2 separate regions of the Triticum aestivum genome follow, and region 1 is linked to region 2. A link is a contact called in public Hi-C data. All regions are on one chromosome and are shown on one strand. Each heading gives the region's core, a stretch centred on a gene start, on an enhancer-like site or on the middle of the called end of the contact. The rest is flanking DNA. Distances are from core to core; before and after follow the strand shown. Region 1 has its middle 34 kb from the start of LOC123099532. Region 2 holds the start of LOC123099532 (ethylene-responsive transcription factor ERF061).

Region 1 (2,806 bases), core at 78-2,577, 35 kb before region 2:
AGCTAGCAGAGATCGAAAGGCTCACTCGGACTAGTGGATCAAACATCGCCATTTGACTTAGCGCGCCCTGGGCAATTCACGCGCCAGTTGCCTTTTGCGTTTCATTGCTACCTGCTGCTAAGCTGCTTCATTCCCTCTGGTTGGGACGAGAGCGCATCACGATGAGCATGGCGCTCCTTCTCGCGTCCCCTTCTCAGCCAAATTCACTGTCATCGGCGGTAAGCTACAACGAGCTACCGCCACCGGCGGCTATGGCAGTAGGCTTCGCTTGGTCAGCAGACGCCCGTTTGAATGTTGATCAAAGCCTATCGTCAGTCATCTTGGCGGTAGGCAGTGTAAACATCCCCGTCAAGGACGACAGTAGTAGAAAAAAGGTCATATCCGAAAAAGATTTCAAAACGGGGTCAAATCATGCTAAAGTTTGTCAAAAGGGTGAGAGCAGTGAATTTGGCCCCCCCTCCTCCAACATGGGGATTCTTTGTGATTCACCTGACCATGCTTTTGTTTCCTCTGTGTTTCAGCACGTACCTTTTTTTGACGGGTATATTACGTACTAGCACGACTAGACAAGTAGCAAGCATCAAATCAACTGATCGAACGTCACAGAGGAACCAAGATCGGTCGAGGCACAATGGAACATCTCAGGCAAGAGTGGCTAGCTACATATGCTACACTTCCTAGCGTCATGTGCTCAAACAAACGGGATGGGCGATGGATCATCAAATCAGACGATCGATCACGAGCCATGAGCCACGCATGCATGCATATTCTCTACTACCTCCTCCGAACTTGTTTATTGGTCTCGTTTGTAATTTGTGTCAAATTTTGAACAAAGATTTAACTAACAAACTGTTAATGCACGTCAACAAAAATTATATCGTTGGATTCGTATTTGAACATAGTTTTTAATAATATAATATTTTTTTAACATGCATGAACATTTTGTTAGTTAAATTTATGATCATCCGCAAAAGAAAATTATGGTTAAAATTTGACACGAAACACAATAAAGACCAATAAACCAGGACGAAGGTAGTAGATGGTCAGTCTTGAAACTGAAACGATCGTTCATGTGTCGTGGAGGCAGATGCTCATGGGTCATGTTCACTTCCCTCACTAGAATAGATGGTCAGTCATGAGTGGACCATGGGGAGCCGGACGATCTGCGCAACATGACACGGGAGGTAGGTTATGGTCGGTAGCAGGGCTGCTCCAGAGTTCAGAGATGTCAGCTCATGTGTTCCGTGGCCATGGCCTTGGGGGCTCACACCATTGGTCCCGGCCGTGCATGCATGGCCACTCTTTGATTTGGGCAAGCATCCAATCCAATTGCTCAGCTGGCTGGCTGCCATGCATCTCGCGACCCACGGCCCTACCAAGTACGGCGACGTGCCCAATCCAGATGCATAATTGGCAATCTTGTTCCCTTTTAAATTTCTCATTTGAATTTATTGAGAAAATACAATGTCATTTTCCTGGATGATTAATTTCAGCAAACCGTGTAAGCATAAGCAAACTCGATCGAGTGGATTTTTTTTCTTTCGGAAGGGAATTCTATCATGTGGATGAGCATGGTCTGATCACGTTAATTTCGTTTCGAAACTTTTGCGTGGGAGAATATCTTGTGAAGTGTGTGTGGCTACGTGTCACTTTTGCACTGTTGCTTGGGATAATCATATTCTTTTTTCCTTTGTCTTGAACGCAAAATTGTTTCTGTGCACAGGATAAGTGTGAACGGGGTAGTCTCTAGACGACAAACGAGTACTTTTGCAGTTGCTTCCCGCACCAAACTTTCTATGGGACCTTCATGGGACCATTGGGTGAAGTGTCAACCTCGATCTAGACCTCTGATTTCAGCTAAGAAGCAACTTTTAGGTAATATCCAACTACAAATTTGGTTTACAACGCGTTGACCTATTATTTATCAACTCCTCGGGGCAGTGAGGTTAGAGTTTCTCATCTTACGTACACGATGGCGAGATTTGGCATTAGATTCTTTGGATCAACTCAAGGGTTCAATGGTGATGGTTGTGACTTCGGAGTGCGGGTTTTTATGGGCACATGTTGTTTGCACACGAACATGTCACCATATACACTCGGCGCCGGGGTGATGCACCACAGCTCACGTAGAAGAAGACCCGGTCGGAAGCGTGGTATGCGGCCGGCGGGTGCTTTTGTAGACCCCGAAACCCCGCTTATCCGAGAGGGACCCTGTCAGGGTTTGCAGCGGCTATGGACTGCACCAGGTCGATTCGCTCACCCCTAGAGCCCCGTGGAGACTCATCCCCCAACATGGATGACTTACAAAAGAGCGAAACACATGATACAATGGTAGGAGATAAAAATAGATGAACACAAAAAGTATGATAGGTTGCTTGACTCAATTGGTGTTGTTCAATCCGTCGTCACCTCATACATATATATGAGGCGGCTGAACTTCTCGTACAAATAAAGGTCTCATGTAGGCTTTATTTATTACAAGAAAAATACAATAATTCACGTCTTAAAACCTATGTTGTAGTCTAACTCGGATTTAGCCCGGATATGGCCCGTACTTCTGTCCTCCTCCCTGTGCTAACTGCTGAAATCGCATACAAACTCGGATCGAGATGGTGCAAACATCAAATTTGTGCACCTCAACAAGACGAGCAGTTCTCATGGTGAACACTTTTCCATGTAAGGTGATCTTCATGCTTCTAAGATTCAATCTTTAGCTTCAGGTCGGAATCCGTCACGCGGTCGTCTGGACAGTTTGCTGCTCGTAGCTACTTTCTAGGCCATAGACTAACTCGGATGATGATGACTC
Region 2 (2,849 bases), core at 183-2,682:
GTTGTGTTCACTTGAAGGAATTGCTATGGTCCCGACACATAAATTGCCTGTTCGTTTTTCCATGACCCACAACGAACGTTCGCCGAATAACATTACGGTAATAAAATTACGTCGATGTCTTTGGACAACCAAACGACTGATGTCGTCAACAGAACAAATCTTCGACGCATCAATGTCACCGTTCATGTACCAGAGTCGGCTTGATCTTGTTGATGACCATCGGGAAGTCTTCATGGATGTGTTGCTAGGGACCCGTAGTGGCCGATGTTGAACCCTTAAAAATCGATTCAATGCCTGACACCAGGTCACACACACACACACACACACACACACACACACACACACACACACACACACACACACACACACACACACACGACGAGAAACCGTAACCTCACGGCATACGGCGGGAGTCTATCCTAGAGCTCCGCTGAGTCCGTTTCGATGAACTGATTCGAGCAGGATCAAAGCCCAGAAGACCGACTCAAAGATGAAACGTTGCATCCACTCGAGCGCTGCCCGTGCAAAAACTAAAAAAAAAGCATAACACATACTACTAGCCGTCGGAACAGATGCATCTGGATTCCCCTCCCCGTAGCGACCATCGCAGTAACATGCAGAGGGGAGGTGAGTCTACGGGTTGTCCGACAGAGCCCAGAAGGAATGAGTTGTTCGCCCTAACGTCCCTTTCACGAGAGGGGGGAGCAAAAGGATGTACTATGGGTCGAAATGAAGGATACCAACCGTTAAAAAAAAATGGATGCCATGTAGCGGAAAATGCTTACGGAGGCTGAGCTCTTGGGCCGGAATTTTCTTTCATTTGTGCAGCCTACAAATCACTAACCATTTTTTCTTTACGAAATTTAACACGTTCTTGCGGAATGCATACATGTTTCCATGTACCCTTTTCAGATTTTTTTGAAACTTATAAATATGATTTTTGATGTTTTCAAAATACCGAGCTCCTCGAGCTCGGCCTTGAAAAATCCGCACTCTGCCATGTACTCCCCTCGTTCCATAATATAAGAGCGTTTTTTATACTAGTGCAGTGTAAAAAACGCTCTTATATTATGGGACGGAGGGAGTAGTTGATTTCTGGTGTACGGAATGATAGAATTCTTTGGTGTTTTGACATGGGAGTGAACATGAACCGGTCAAACATGGTGATCTCTGTCTGTGTGTCCATCTCTGCTTCTTTGGGCGGTTAATCACATGAACGATTACGGGTGTAAACATGCCGAGAAGTTGACCGAGTTGTGTCACATTAACTCGGTGCAATGCAGCTAACGACACATCGCACACCCGGTTAGCAGTCTGAACGGCGCCGGGCTCAGTTCATACGCACGAATCCATCCCATTCCCAGTTCCCGGGGGCGTCATGGTGACCACGGCGCCCGGCGCCCGTGGGTTATATAAGGCCACAGGGCGCGCACCTGGCTAACACAAACAAACATCTCAGGCTCCACCGCTAATCACCACCAACAAGACTCGCCTTTTGCTCCGCCCAAGGATGCCATTCCCGCCCCGCCCGTGAACGCCCGAACCAACTCACGCCAAGCTCCGGCATCCATGGACGCCAGCCTCCGCACGCTGTCCCCGTCCAGCTTCACGGGGGAGGTGCGCTCCGCGGTGTCCTCCCTCCTGCTCTCCCCCGGCGGCGCCAGCGCGCTCGACACCGTCTTCTCCCACCTCCCGCCCCCCGTCACCATCCCGCCGCTCGGCTCCAGCGTCTACTACCGCCAGAGCGAGCTCCTCCGCAGCTTCGCCGCCACGCAGCCGCACCACCATCTTGCGGCGGCGGCAGCCAGCTCCTCGTCGTCGGGCTACGCGCTCCCTTTTCCCGGCGCGGCGGACGCGGCGGCGGGGAGGAAGATGTACCGCGGCGTGCGGCAGCGGCAGTGGGGCAAGTGGGTGGCGGAGATCCGGCTGCCGCAGAACCGGGTGCGCGTCTGGCTCGGCACCTACGAGTCGCCCGAGACCGCCGCGCACGCCTACGACCGCGCCGCCTTCCGGCTCCGCGGCGAGTACGCGCGCCTCAACTTCCCCGGCGTCATGGACGGCGCCGACGACGCCCGCTTCCCCGACGCCCTCCGCCAGCTCCGCGACGCCGTCGACGCCAAGATCCAGGCCATCCGCGTCCGCATGGCCCGCAAGCGCGCGCGCGCCAGGCGGCTGCGCGAGGAGGCCAAGCAGCAGCAGAACAACACCACCACCCAGCGCGCCGGGTCCGCCGAGGCCGCCCCTGCGCCGCCCACGGCCCCTCGCCCCGTCGTCTCCGAGAGCGCCACGACGTCCGAGACGACGACGTCGTCGTACGGGTCGCCGGAGGGGGTGCTCTCCGCGGCCGACTTCGAGTGCTCGCTCCAGCGGATGCCGTCCTTCGACCCGGAGCTGATCTGGGAGATGCTCAACTTCTAGCCAGTAGAACTAGACCGGTCCGAGGCGCGGACAGACGCAAAGCCAACCAGCACGCACCAAGGTCCATCCATCCATCCCATCCCATCCCATCCCATTCATGGCGTGGAGTGGACATGGTGGCGGTGCCTGTCTGTCGGAGCCGAGCTCGTAGGATCGATTGATTCTCCATGTGTTGGGAGGGAGGATCACAGTTAACCTGTCACTATACGAGCAATAAAATGCCCGGGAAAATCGGGCGTCTCCTAGAGAGTAGAGACTATACTCCTAATTACTAGTACTAGCAACTGCATTCTGCATCTGTCGTGTCGTGTCGTGTCGTGGGTTTTGGCATCACATCGCATCGACAAGCTGTAACGCTGATTGATCCCCGAATTCACAGCATCTCCACAGTCTTACATAAGTGATACTAATTCCAGTGTGCGTTCTTGAGC

Evidence for each region. A called contact is a pair of places that touch in the nucleus more often than the background predicts.
Region 1: a Hi-C map of leaf shows a contact between it and region 2, with 4 times the contacts expected there. The contact joins the enhancer-like site here to the promoter of LOC123099532 in region 2. A contact is called at or near these places in 2 of 5 Hi-C or Micro-C datasets (both in leaf).

Annotation. Positions count from the first base shown.
Region 1 is chr1B:670,781,867-670,784,672 of IWGSC CS RefSeq v2.1, reverse strand. No RefSeq gene overlaps it. Among protein-coding and RNA genes, the nearest start is that of LOC123099532, 34 kb to the right of the region's middle. Within about 2 kb of position 1,327, at least 5 of the 8 cell types and tissues checked have an H3K27ac peak or open chromatin away from gene starts, as enhancers often do. A contact at or near this core is called in leaf, where this site is marked.
Region 2 is chr1B:670,747,410-670,750,258 of IWGSC CS RefSeq v2.1, reverse strand. It overlaps LOC123099532 (ethylene-responsive transcription factor ERF061), which reads left to right and starts at 1,432. Exons shown (of 1, transcript XM_044521678.1): 1 at 1,432-2,677. The coding sequence starts at 1,570. The coding sequence ends at 2,418.